Linked DNA regions of Mus musculus: all the other regions are linked to region 3. The links are chromatin contacts, called in public Hi-C and HiCAR-type maps. All regions are on one chromosome and are shown on one strand. The core of a region is the stretch at or near the end of the contact, and the rest is flanking DNA. Distances in the headings are between cores, read along the strand shown.

Region 1 (3,888 bases), core at 1,225-3,724, 98 kb after region 3:
ATTTACCAACTGAGCTATTATCATAGCCTGAAAGGTCTTTCTTTTACAAACACTGTAAATACTTGGAAGACTTCGGAAGACCAAACATGCTGGACAGTTAGTCACAGACTACACACGGCTAGCAGGCACACCTGGAGAGCTGCAGGGCTCTGAGTGAGGATGCTAACCCTCACAGATGCAATCGCTAAAGAAAGGAAAGTTGAGGAGGACTGAGGGAATCTCGGAAGAAATGCCCCCGTCCCTGCCCCCTCCCAGCACTGGGGAGCATGCTCACAAATTACATATTATAGCCCCACGAAAGAAATATGACAAACAAGCCCAAAGTCCTGAGACCATGCAAAGGCTGGTGGTATAGCTCAGGTGGTAAGACACTTGCCCAGCATGAATGAAGCCTGTTGGGGTCTCAATCCACAGACCCCAACACTAGGGAGATGAAGGCAGAAGGATCAGAAGTCACCCTTGACAACATAGTGAATTTGAGGCCAGTTTCTTCTCTGGAGGAGGAGGAGGAGGAGGAGGAGGAGGAGGAGGAGGAGGAGGAGTCGTCGTCGTCATATCAGTTACCTATCAAGTGTGCTGCTGCTGCTGTTGGAAATTCAAAATCTCCAGTACACACATGCACACATTTCCAGCTTTCAGTCTACAGACTCCACCGGAGGGTTGGTTATAGCTCAGATTGTCTAACCAGGTCCCATCTTCAGCAAGGCAGGGACAAAGAAAGGGGGAGGGGGCATTAACCTGAGCTTCAAATGAATTATCAATGAGTAAGCAACTGATGACCACAGGAAAGCAATTCTGATTGGGTCAGGAAGGAAATAAACCTTTGCCATGAATAAATAAAAGCACTGTTTTGGGAGTTTGTTTGCTTGTTTAAGTTAAACTGTCTAACTAGCTGGCCGAACACGGTGGCCTTTGGAGCACTGGTCAAGCTATGGAAAGGTGAGCGAGCCCCCCTAGGACAGAGGTGAGCTGCTGAGTTTACCCTGGCCTCTCAGCATTGCGCCCCCAAACCTGCCTCCTCCTTCAAGACCTCTCTTTTTTTGGTTTTCCCCTGTGCCCCCTTTGAAGCTCAGCCTCCCCCACATGGTGGCCACACACAAGCCCTAAATCCTTTTGTATTATGCAGAGGGTCCCCAGCTTCTCTGCGGTGTAAAGGGAGTGTACACTCAGTAGGAACTGCACTCTGGGTGTTGAATTCTGTTCTCCCCGGCCTGGCCTGGCACTCTGTAGTGACTTCTCAGGCACCTGCAAACCAAAGTGCCCAGCAGCCCTAGTGGCTCTGTTGAGAAGCTAAAACAAGAAGCAGGCGGAGAGCCACATCCTTACTTCACAATGGGTCGGTTGATAGGGATAAGTATCACCCTGGTGTTGATGGACAAGAAGCCCCCGCCATTGGTTCAACAGGAGAGTTCGTGGGCACTGACCCTCTAGGACAATTCTTGGGTCCTACCACCAAACCTTTTCTAGAACAGCTCTCCTATATAAAAATCTCCGAAGCAACATGTTTGTAACTGCATCCTGCCCTTAAAAATTGATTTAAAAAAATGAATAAACTTAAGATCAAGCCTTTTTGGAGAGCTAAAACAAACAAACAAACAAACAAACAAACAAAAAACCAAGCACGAGTCACTCAGCTCCTTGGGTGGGGGAAGGGGCTGAGGCAGAAGCCCTGTGAATCTTAGGCTACTTAGACTACACAGAGACAGACAAGGCAATCTGTAGAAGGCGCCACTGACAGTGAAGAAGGGTCTGACAGACCATCACTATCTACGCACAGTAAACAAAGGTGCTGGGACATGGGGCAGTTACCAGCAGCCTGCTCAAAGGGATAAATGCTTTCCAGAATACAGAGTGTCACCGTGGGGGACGTGGGGATGAGTGGGAAGGGTAAATGCTGGATAGACAAACCACAACAACCCGACTTAAATCTGAGGCTGTGGAATGTATGGAGAGCTCTCTGCCAGGAGCCCTCAAGGATGGCACCACCAGATCTGGCCCGGGTGAGAGCGGAAGACAACTGCATTAAGACGCCATAGTGAAGGTCACAAAGGGGAGTGGGGCCCTGACTTGTGTCAGAGCTGCTTGTCACACAGGCCCACAACTCTCATCTCATGCTTAGTTGGCCTGAAGTGAGGGACGGTGGAGATTTCCATGAATTCTTTTAAAATTTAACCACGGCGTTTCCGTGAAAGTCCAGGGAGGTGCTTACTGGGAAGGGAGTTTGTCGCAACGGGTGCCTCCATCCTTGAAGGTCACACAAGGACCGTGGCTTTTATTCAGTAGTCAAGGAGATACGGCCCATGGATAGACCCAGTGGTGTCTCGCACACAGGCTCTGGAGGAAGACCTGTCGGCCAAGCTTGGCTTGGCACGCCGAGGGGCAGGAGTGAAGGGGCAGCTCCTGGTGGCTCGGAGGGTCCAGTTCTCATCTGCCCCGCTCACAGCTCTGCCTAGAAACACATGACCAAGCATGACCCAAAGCAGGAGGGCGGGAGGGTAAGCAGTGCCTGGCACTGGTCCCGAGCTGCCTGCCACTCAAGCAAATGAACACAGTGAATCTGCTAGAAAGTGGGGCCCTGACGGAGGGGCTGGCGGCAAATGTGAAGGACACCTGGGGACAGACCTGCTAGTCTTCCCAAGATGAGAGTGTCTGTCTAGCCTTTTTTTTTTTAAGATTGCAAAAAGATAATGTGTATGAGTGCTTGCCTGCATGTATGTACATACACATGCATGTATATATATGAACCATGTATATCTATATGTATGTATGGTACGAAGGGAGGCCAGAAAGGGAATATCACATGGCGCTGAGACTTGAACCCTGGTCCTCTGGAGGAATAGTCAGTGCTCTTAACAACCAAGCCATCTCTCCAGCCACACAGACAGCCCTTTCCCTTTTTTTATCTCAGATGTCAGACTGTGTTGCTGATCTGCAACTCCTGAACCACACCAGCACTCTTCACTCTGCCATACACCATCCTTGGTTTCCACACACCTCACGCCTACCCAGCCTGGTGCCAGTAGCAGAAAAAAAAGAAACGTAAATAGAAGGATGAAAAAAAAAAAAGGCATTTTATTCACACAGTAACCCAGGATAAGAGACCAAGCAGGCCCATGATGCAGACTGAGGTGCCTCCACAGGTTCAAGGGGACCCAGGGATTTCTGTTCTGGAAGATGGGGTGCAGGGAAGAGGGGGGACAGGGCAGTTGTAGTTGACTCTGTCCCAGCCTGGAAATGAGCATTATGGCTGCAGAACACAGGAGTTACCCTAGGCAATGCTACCTAAGACAGTACATAACTAACTATGTAAACCAGGCTGGCCTTGAACTCACAAAGATCTGCCTGCCTCTACCTCTGAGTGGTGGGATTAAAATTTAACTCCATCAAAAGGAAGACAGCTTCAAGGTGTGTGTGTGTGTGTGTGTGTGTGTGTGTGTGTGTGTCTCCCCTCCCCCGTTCCATTCTTATTCCAAGAATGGCCTACCCCCAAGGATTATTGGGCATTACACTGGCTATAGAGCTATTGACTGAACAAGGCCCAGCCCTGATAGAGATGAACATCAGAAGGAGCAGAGAAAGGCACACCGTGTTCTAGGAAGACTGTTAACTTGCCATCTCTGGAGGAGGGCCTTCTGAATGGCTCAGGAGACAAGTGAGGCCCTGAGGCAGACTGCAGCCTAGAGACTCAGGGCTGCACAGCGATTTCCTAGAGCTGACCAAGAGCCACAGAGCTAATACTTCAGAAACCTGACCCAGAAAGGAGGTTTGCATGGGGGCAGGGGGTCTACAGTGTGACCCAGGCCAATGCCTATATGGAAAAGAGTCGGCAGAACATGGCAGTGAATACAACATGGAGACGGGGCCAGGAGACAGGAGGTAATTTCTGAG
Region 2 (3,459 bases), core at 668-3,167, 80 kb after region 3:
GTGTTCAAGTGGCACACCAAGCCACCCTCCCCCAGCTGTGGGCATGCTGTGTGCCACCCTGTTCCAGGGATGGGAGAAGCTCCTGCCACAGCCCTGTACTGAAAAGCAGGGAAGAGCTCTGTAGGATGGGTGTGTCCAGCTGGGCCTAGTCAGGTGCCCTCACTCACGGGGTTGCTCCTGGGGCAAGGCTTGTCTTCCTCTTCACTCTGGGTGGGCCCTTGGCAGCTGTGGCCACCCATCCTAAATAGATGAGCTGCTCCCCTCCCACACCTGTGCACCTTCACTGGGGTCTCAGGTCCAGAACAGAAGCCCATGCACGGCTGGCTTAGCAGGTCTCAGGAAGGGAGACTAGAGAGGACCTTGGCCTAACACAGATGCTGCAACAAGCGGCCCTACCATCTGTGCAAGGCTCCCCACAAGTAGCCAGGCCTACCTGGGCACAGGGCCCCACAGCCCACATGCCACCCTAGGAGTCAAGAGCCACACAGCCTCGGTTTAAGAGCACTTTATTATTGTTCTTAAGGCTACTTTTAAGTACAAAAAAAAAAAAAAAAAAAAAAAAAAAAAGATGGCCTGCCAAACCTTTTTTTTTTTCTTCTTCCAGGAAAAAAAAACAGGCCACAGAAAATGGTATATTACAGATTTACAAACACAGAGGGGTCAGCACACACATAGATGGCTTGGTTCTGGGGAGGTCGCAAGCTCCTGCCCAAGCGGGCTGGCAGGCTCCTCAGCTGACAAATGAGGTATCCCACTCCAGGGCACGGCCTATTCCAGATAGGTCAGCGCACCAGGGACCCAGCCACCCGCACTGCCATCCCCCCCTCCCCCAACAGCGACGACCCGCTCACTGACGGGTATCTGAGGCCCGTTGCCCACAGAGCCAGTCCGCGGTGCGGTTGTTTTCCTGTGACAACCTCAGTAGCCTGTAGAATAACAAACTAGTGGCTATTAATGCGGACGCAGTGTTGTCATGGAGTAACTGTGTACCTGCACGATTACAGACACACCTACGACAAAAAAGATCAACTTTTTTCCCCCAAACAACAACAACAAAAAAATGAATGATTATGATAGGAAAGGGAAAATTAAATAGCTACATATCATTAACAAATTAATTGTTCTTCAAAAAATACCTACAAATTTCTCTGTACATTCTTTACGCACAGCGTAATGATGGTCTTTAAAATTACCTATATAAAAAAAGTGTTCTGAACAATTCTTTTTTTCCTACAGAAAATATAGGGGCCTGAATGCCAAGCTTGGAAGCCCAGGAGAGTGGGTGAACCTTGTGCGGGGCAGGAGGAGGGCTGTCCATGTTTGTAAAGGCCAGTAGCCACCCTGTGACCACGAGGATCAGTCCCCACCTTCCCACCCGTGCAGGTTTCCCAAGTTCGACAGCTAACCTGTTTCCTCCTACTAAAAGTCAGCCCCATGATTCCCTGTGCAGGAGTCCATAATGCCTTGTGGGGGAGGAGCTCCTAGCCAGGTGATGCCCTCAGGTGGGCCAGGCCAGGGGACAGAAACACTCAAGGCTGGGAGAAACAGCAGCTGTCGGGCATCCCTAGCCGTGTCTGTCCTGCTGGCTCCTAATGTCTAGTTAGTAGCTATTAATAGTGCAGGAATAACTGTATAGTCAGAGGAATGTGTACAGCCTTGGCCCCAGCATAGGAGGACATGCACGCAGCCCCACGCTGCAGGCTGTCAGGCACCGGATGTTTGGCCAGGAGTTGGAAAGGAGCAGTCTGTGTATCAAGGAGCCTAAAGACATGAACTCCAAGTCCCCAGCCCAGGATGCAGAAAATGAGCAGCAATGGGCTTCCCCAGCCTGCCACACCCACTGGCTGTGCGCTCCTCTCTGGAGTAAAGTGAGCGTTGACTCATCCCAGAAGCACAGCTGTACCAGCAGTGAATGTATCAGGGCTGAAACTGATGACGCAGGCTAATGCTGACAAGAGGCCAGACAAGAAGCCAGGCAGTGCTACAGTCTGGGCTTAGTCAATAGAAACCAGCTATTTTTTTTTCTTTTGAGACATGCACCATGTCAGAAGCACTACGGAGTCCTCCAGCCTTGTCCCCGGCCTCACAGACTGCAGTGCTCAGAGAAGGGAAATGCCCATGGTCAGGGGGAGTCTGCAGTCCAGCTGTGAGCACCTCAAGCCTAGAGAAAGACCTAGAACCTGCTAGAGACCCTCTAAGTTCAGCAACAATGCAAGCACACATGGTCAGAAGTATTCCCTAGCAGTTTGCCCTCAGTACTGGCATCTCAGACAGCTGCCCAGCAGGCAGCTCTGCCCTCCGTAGTGCAAATCAGGACAGTTGTCTTCAGGCAGACACATGCAAATGCAGACTGAGCCAGGCTCAGGTGGAAGCCAAGCTGTGCATACCCGGCCACAGAAGCTAAGAGCACAAAGCGTCCGGATCCCCATGTCGTCATGGCTTGTGACTGAGAAAGGGCGGCAGGGTCCCGGCTGCCAGGTGGCAGACCTGCAGAGGTTTCTTTGGTAACCGGGGCAGGGAGCAAGGATGCTCTGCTGGACTTAATGCTCCGTGCTGTTCTGTTGCCACACTGAGGCCCCTTGTATGAACACCAAGCAAGTATAAAACAGAGCAGAACAGAAGTCCAGACAACATGGTTTTGCGAATAAACCACCCACCCACCCTCCCCCCAGGATTTTTTTTTTCTTTCTGTTTTTTTAAGCACTGACTGTTCAAAGCTCAGGCAAACCATGCAGATTCCTGTGTGGTCGAAGGGTGGTTCCCCCTTCAGGAGACCACAGAGGGGGAGTGACTATGGCTGACCATGTGGGCAGTGGGGCTGGCTGGCTGGCCCCTGCGTGAGGCTGACTCCGGGCTGCTGGATGCGCTGTCCTTGGCTGCTTTGATCTGAAGCCATGTGTCACCTAGTGCTTTGGCAAAGTGGTCATCCACTGAGCCAGTGATGGACACCGAGTTAGGCGCCGGCTCTGGCTCCTTGTAGTTCTTGCCCAGGCTCCGACGGAAGTGCTCTTCCACCACAGGGTCACAGGTGGCAGTTGCTGCAAAGGAGGGGACAGAGGACAGATAGCTGCATCAGTGGGTCCGGGACCCAGTCAGTGATACTTAACCACACCATTAAAGGGTAAAGCCCAAGAGTCTCTGTGGCACTAAATAACAATGGTGGATCCTGGAGCCCAGAGGGGCCAGGGACAGAGGTCCTTTTCTCTATGCCTCCTGAATCATGGCCAACTCAAGGTGCACACGTGCTCTAAAACAGTGTTTTAAAACTCACCACTAAGTAAATTTTAGGAAGAGAGGTTACAGCCTATAGCTTAATCCAGGGTTCCCACATGTCTCAGGCTATGGGGGAAAACTTACCACTGGGTGGTCTCCGGTAGCTGGCAGACCCAGGCGCAGAACAGCCACTGTGTGCGATGGGACAGTGAGAGAGGTTGCAGTTGCGGGCACCCGCGGATGCAC
Region 3 (3,903 bases), core at 531-3,030:
CAAGACTCAGAGAGTCAGGATGTAAAAAAGCCTTTTAGGAAGACAACCACCATTCCCTTTAGCCCTTTAGGCTTTGTTTTGTCTTGTTGGTTTTTGTTTTTGTTTTTAAGATTTATTTATTTTATATATGTGATTACACTGTCACTGTCTTCAGACACACCAGAAGAGGGCATCAGATCCCATTACATATGGTTGTGAGCCACCATGTGGTTGCTGGGAATTGAACTCAGGACCTCTGGAAGAGCAATCAGTGCTCTTTACTGCTGAGCCATCTCTCCAGCTCGAGCCTCTTAGTTTTAAAGGATGAGAAACTGTCTTTATAAACAAAAGCTGGATTTTATAAACTGGAAAGCTGGGGAGGAGAACACCAATGCCCTGAGCCTTCCCAAGTTACAAAGCACATCACAGCCACAGAGCTCATCCCAGCTCTCCTGTACAATTCTGTCATTTGTAGTTTTTGTTTTTACATACAGGGTCTCACTGTGTAGCCCTGGATGGCTTAGAACTAACTACCTGGAGCCAAGGCTTGGTCTTTATACATATAACACCACAGAGATCTGTCTGCCTCTGCCACCCAAGTGACAATCCAAGTGTTTTTATGTGGACTATATATGGAGGATTAATTTTATTTAACACTGAAAAGTTAAAAGAACTTAGGAAAGGCCATTTGCCATGGCCTGTGTTTCATCTTGGGGCCTTGGACAGACACCCACATTCTTTGAATCCCATCTAGGTGTCAAATGGTGTTTTCATTTTGCCCATGGGATGTTAGAAGTCCCCACAGAGGAAAGGCCCCACTTAACCTCCTGCATGCTTGAAGCATGGCCATGTGTGGAGGATGCTTTCATGCTTCACCTTTGAGGCCCAGCTTCCTGAGAGTAGAGCTGGCCCATGGAGACTGGCCTTGACTCTCTGGTCCTTCCTCCAGCCTCTTTGCAACCTAAGGAAATGGGAGTTGCAAGTTGATGGACCATATCATGTCTCAGTCACAGATCTGCTGAGGAGTTCCTGGAGGGTTGCTTTAATTGCTGGATTTCCTAAGGAAAGTCTCAGTCTGACTCAAACATGCAGATGCATTAGCCTCGTTTTATGAAACTGGCTCAAGTTAGCCTCTGGGGTTTTTTCTCATCCTGGGACAAAATATCAGTTTCTGTGTTTTTATTTTATTCCAACTGTGGTTTCAGCATCGTGCTCTGAGAAACACCAAGATACATTTTTCTACTCCATCTAACTAAAGTAAAAGGATGACTCCTAAGGGAGCTGATGAAACAAACCATCTTGGTCCATCCTTGAGAGATTGAAATTTTCAGATCCCATAGCCAGAAGCCAGCATTCTCCTGCCTCCCGGATTAACTAACTCCAGGCTCTCTGCCCCTCACTCTGGCCTCTTGACAACACAGGACAGTTGCACCATGGGTGGTGTCAGCACTGTCCATCCTTAGCATTGTGGTCAAGGCGTTTACATCCTCGGGCTTTTGTGAGGCAGCATCCCCCTTGCAGATTTACGCAGTTACTTAGTGATAAGGGGGGAGGAATGTTGACTACCAACTGTTAACACAGGCTGTACAGCCCCTTGCAGGCTGGCAGCCACAGAGAGGGCTGCACTGACAGATCCATCCAGAGCTGAGATTCAAACTCTTAACTCACTGGGATACAGAATTCTAGAAGGTGGAATGTCTGTTGTCCTCACAGCAGAAGTCACAGGAGAAACATGGCAGCTGTATGGTGTGACTTCATGGGCAGAAAGACTTCCTGTTCTGCTCAGTCAGCCACGCTGTTAACAAGTGTTTCTGCCCGGCCTTTGCACTTACCCCAAGTTTCTGGCCCTTCGCCCTCACAGCTGGTTTTGATTTGGTTTCTGTGGAATAGTTTTTTGTTTTGTTTTGTATTTAACAACAGTCAGATATTTATGTACAGCTTCATCAAGAGCCTCTGATGACAAATAAGCCTTTGGAGGCCAGGGGAGGCTGTGGGAAACCCCCGTGTCAGCACTCAGACCTGTTTGCAGTGGAGAGAGTTCACTATGGGAACTCATGGGCTTGTTCAAGCACCTAGCCCTGTCTTCCCAGAGTCCTCTGATAGCCCGTCTCCCCGGTCTGTCCTGGGATGGTGCCCTGCACTGAATTTTCCTTATGAAGCAATCCCTCCAGGTCAGCCTTGGCCCTCTCTCCTGAGTGAGGGGAGGGGAGGCAGAAACTGCAGGCACAGAGCCAATCGCTGCTTAGTTTGGAAACTGGAGCCTGTCTTTTGAAATCCAGCTTGGCAGCATCCCATTGAGAACTCGCTGTGTAAAGTGTGTCCCTTTTATTTGCTGTCAGAGTTATCTGTAGAAATGTGAGATGTTTATATATGTGGGCATTAGGGACAGTCCTGCTGAAGGGTAGACAGCAAAGTCTGCGTGGAATCCTGCCTTCCAGAGAGGAGGCTGAGTGGCGCAACCTACTTAGAGGCCATGGCAGAGAGAATGGGGAAGTCACATGCGACACACAGACAAGACAGCTGAGCAATGGAAGAGAGGCTCTAGTCCTCCTTAAACCATGGGAACACAATCCTTTTTAAATTGTGAGACTTGAGTCCTCTTTCAACCATGAAATTCAAGACCAAAAGACATTAAACCATAAAGACTTCAAGATATTACATTAACCTAAAAATATTTTTTAAACTGAGTCAGTCATGTCAGACAGGAATTTTATCTATCTGGCTTTGTCTGACTGGATCCTCAACTTTGATTGGCAGTTGTATATATCTTTAAATCATGAATACATTAAACTAACTGGATGCATTTTGAGTTGGAGGGGCTTTTCACGATGGATTCTGTGAGCCAGAAGGTGGAAAGTGAGTGAATTCCTAGAACTAGGTAGCACATAGGCCAGGCACAGCTGCCCCGACTTCCTGACTCAGCGGTGCGGGGACCCTGGGGTGTCCTTGCAGCCTGTGCTGGCCTTGGTTTTCTAGGGGCTATATTTTCACAGCTGATCCTTCTCATTTGCAAGCAAAACAGCTGCCTCATGTTGAATTTGGGGAGATTCCATATTTCAAGACTGCAAAATTAAATAGATTTGTAGCTCTGAGATTGCAGGTCTGAATCTTCTGCTTTTCAGTTGCGCACGAGGCTCAGGGGTAGAGGGGACAGCAGCGAAGGTGTGTGCCTGTTACTCCAGTATCTCAGCTAGTGTTCATCAGCTCTGCCCAGCTCCTGCTGCTGAGGAAGCAGAGAGGCCCAGCACCATGGGACAGTGCCATGGTGCTGGGGGAAGGAGGATGTGAGCCACACAGGGCTTGTAGCTGTAGGGACAGAGATGACACATGCTTCTTTTGTTTCTGTGGAATCTCAGGTTCTCATGCGGGTGGGGGTGGGGGGCGCGGGCAGGCAAGAGCAAACATTGGTTCTCAGAGATTGGAACTCCAGGTGTAGGGCAGAAAAAGCAGAGCAGGGGTTCCATATGTGCCTGTGTCAGTAGGGCCTCTGAGACTGTACTGTAGCCACCAACACACTTCTCTTCTGGATATGTCTGCAGTCACCTTATGAGGAAGAAGTACCCATTTTACAGATGAAGCTGTAGAGGACAGAGGAGTAACCAAATACACTGCTGACATGCTTTTGAACTTCACTGGGTAAAGCCTCCATGTACATGGTAAGGTTTATAGTACAGGTCACTGGCCAGAAGCAGCGAGAACAGAAGCAGGGTGTCGAGATGCAGCTAACTCACAGGGAGTCTCTGCTTTCATACTGAGCCTACAAGTTTCCACACACAGAGCACTCTGCCCATCTCACCCAGACACATTCTCTGGTAGCTTGTGTATTAGGGTTCTCTAGAATCACAGAACTTACAGAATAACTTACAGGGAAATTATTGGAATGACTTACAATCTGCAGTCTAACTATCCCAACAGTGGTTAGTG

Evidence for each region. Hi-C and Micro-C count contacts between places; a contact is called where the count stands out from the background. HiCAR-type assays count read pairs that join an accessible place to other places.
Region 1: a Hi-C map of liver shows a contact between it and region 3, with 1.9 times the contacts expected there. The contact joins two enhancer-like sites. A contact is called at or near these places in 1 of 39 promoter capture datasets (the C10 cell line), 1 of 15 datasets of contacts at CTCF or cohesin (the NIH/3T3 cell line), 12 of 484 Hi-C or Micro-C datasets (3T3-L1-derived adipocytes, the C10 cell line, the MC3T3-E1 cell line and 6 more), 9 of 115 datasets of contacts at active chromatin or transcription factors (the HPC-7 cell line, the SCID.adh cell line, astrocytes and 6 more) and 3 of 9 other capture datasets (adipose tissue, liver and pancreatic islet).
Region 2: a HiCAR-type map of fibro-adipogenic progenitors shows a contact between it and region 3, with 2.5 times the contacts expected there. The contact joins two enhancer-like sites. A contact is called at or near these places in 1 of 39 promoter capture datasets (the 3T3-L1 cell line), 9 of 484 Hi-C or Micro-C datasets (the 3T3-L1 cell line, Th1 cells, adipose-derived mesenchymal stem cells and 6 more), 6 of 115 datasets of contacts at active chromatin or transcription factors (the HPC-7 cell line, Th17 cells, embryonic stem cells and 3 more) and 3 of 9 other capture datasets (adipose tissue, liver and pancreatic islet).

What each region holds. Positions count from the first base shown.
Region 1 is chr6:114,876,832-114,880,719 of GRCm38.p6, forward strand. All of the region lies in intron 2 of Vgll4 (vestigial like family member 4), which reads right to left. Among named protein-coding and RNA genes, the nearest start is that of Vgll4, 43 kb to the right of the region's middle. Within about 2 kb of position 2,475, at least 16 of the 459 cell types and tissues checked have an H3K27ac peak or open chromatin away from gene starts, as enhancers often do. A contact at or near this core is called in liver, where this site is marked.
Region 2 is chr6:114,859,399-114,862,857 of GRCm38.p6, forward strand. Atg7 (autophagy related 7) reads left to right here. Exons shown (of 19, transcript NM_028835.5): 19 at 1-1,206. Vgll4 (vestigial like family member 4) reads right to left here. Exons shown (of 5, transcript NM_177683.3): 4 at 3,358-3,459; 5 at 1,230-3,038. The coding sequence ends at 2,767. Among named protein-coding and RNA genes, the nearest start is that of Vgll4, 61 kb to the right of the region's middle. Within about 2 kb of position 1,918, at least 89 of the 459 cell types and tissues checked have an H3K27ac peak or open chromatin away from gene starts, as enhancers often do. A contact at or near this core is called in adipose tissue, fibro-adipogenic progenitors and muscle stem cells, where this site is marked.
Region 3 is chr6:114,779,736-114,783,638 of GRCm38.p6, forward strand. The region is part of intron 18 of Atg7 (autophagy related 7); the gene reads left to right. Among named protein-coding and RNA genes, the nearest start is that of Gm52917, 47 kb to the left of the region's middle. Within about 2 kb of position 1,781, at least 131 of the 459 cell types and tissues checked have an H3K27ac peak or open chromatin away from gene starts, as enhancers often do. A contact at or near this core is called in adipose tissue, fibro-adipogenic progenitors, liver and 1 more, where this site is marked.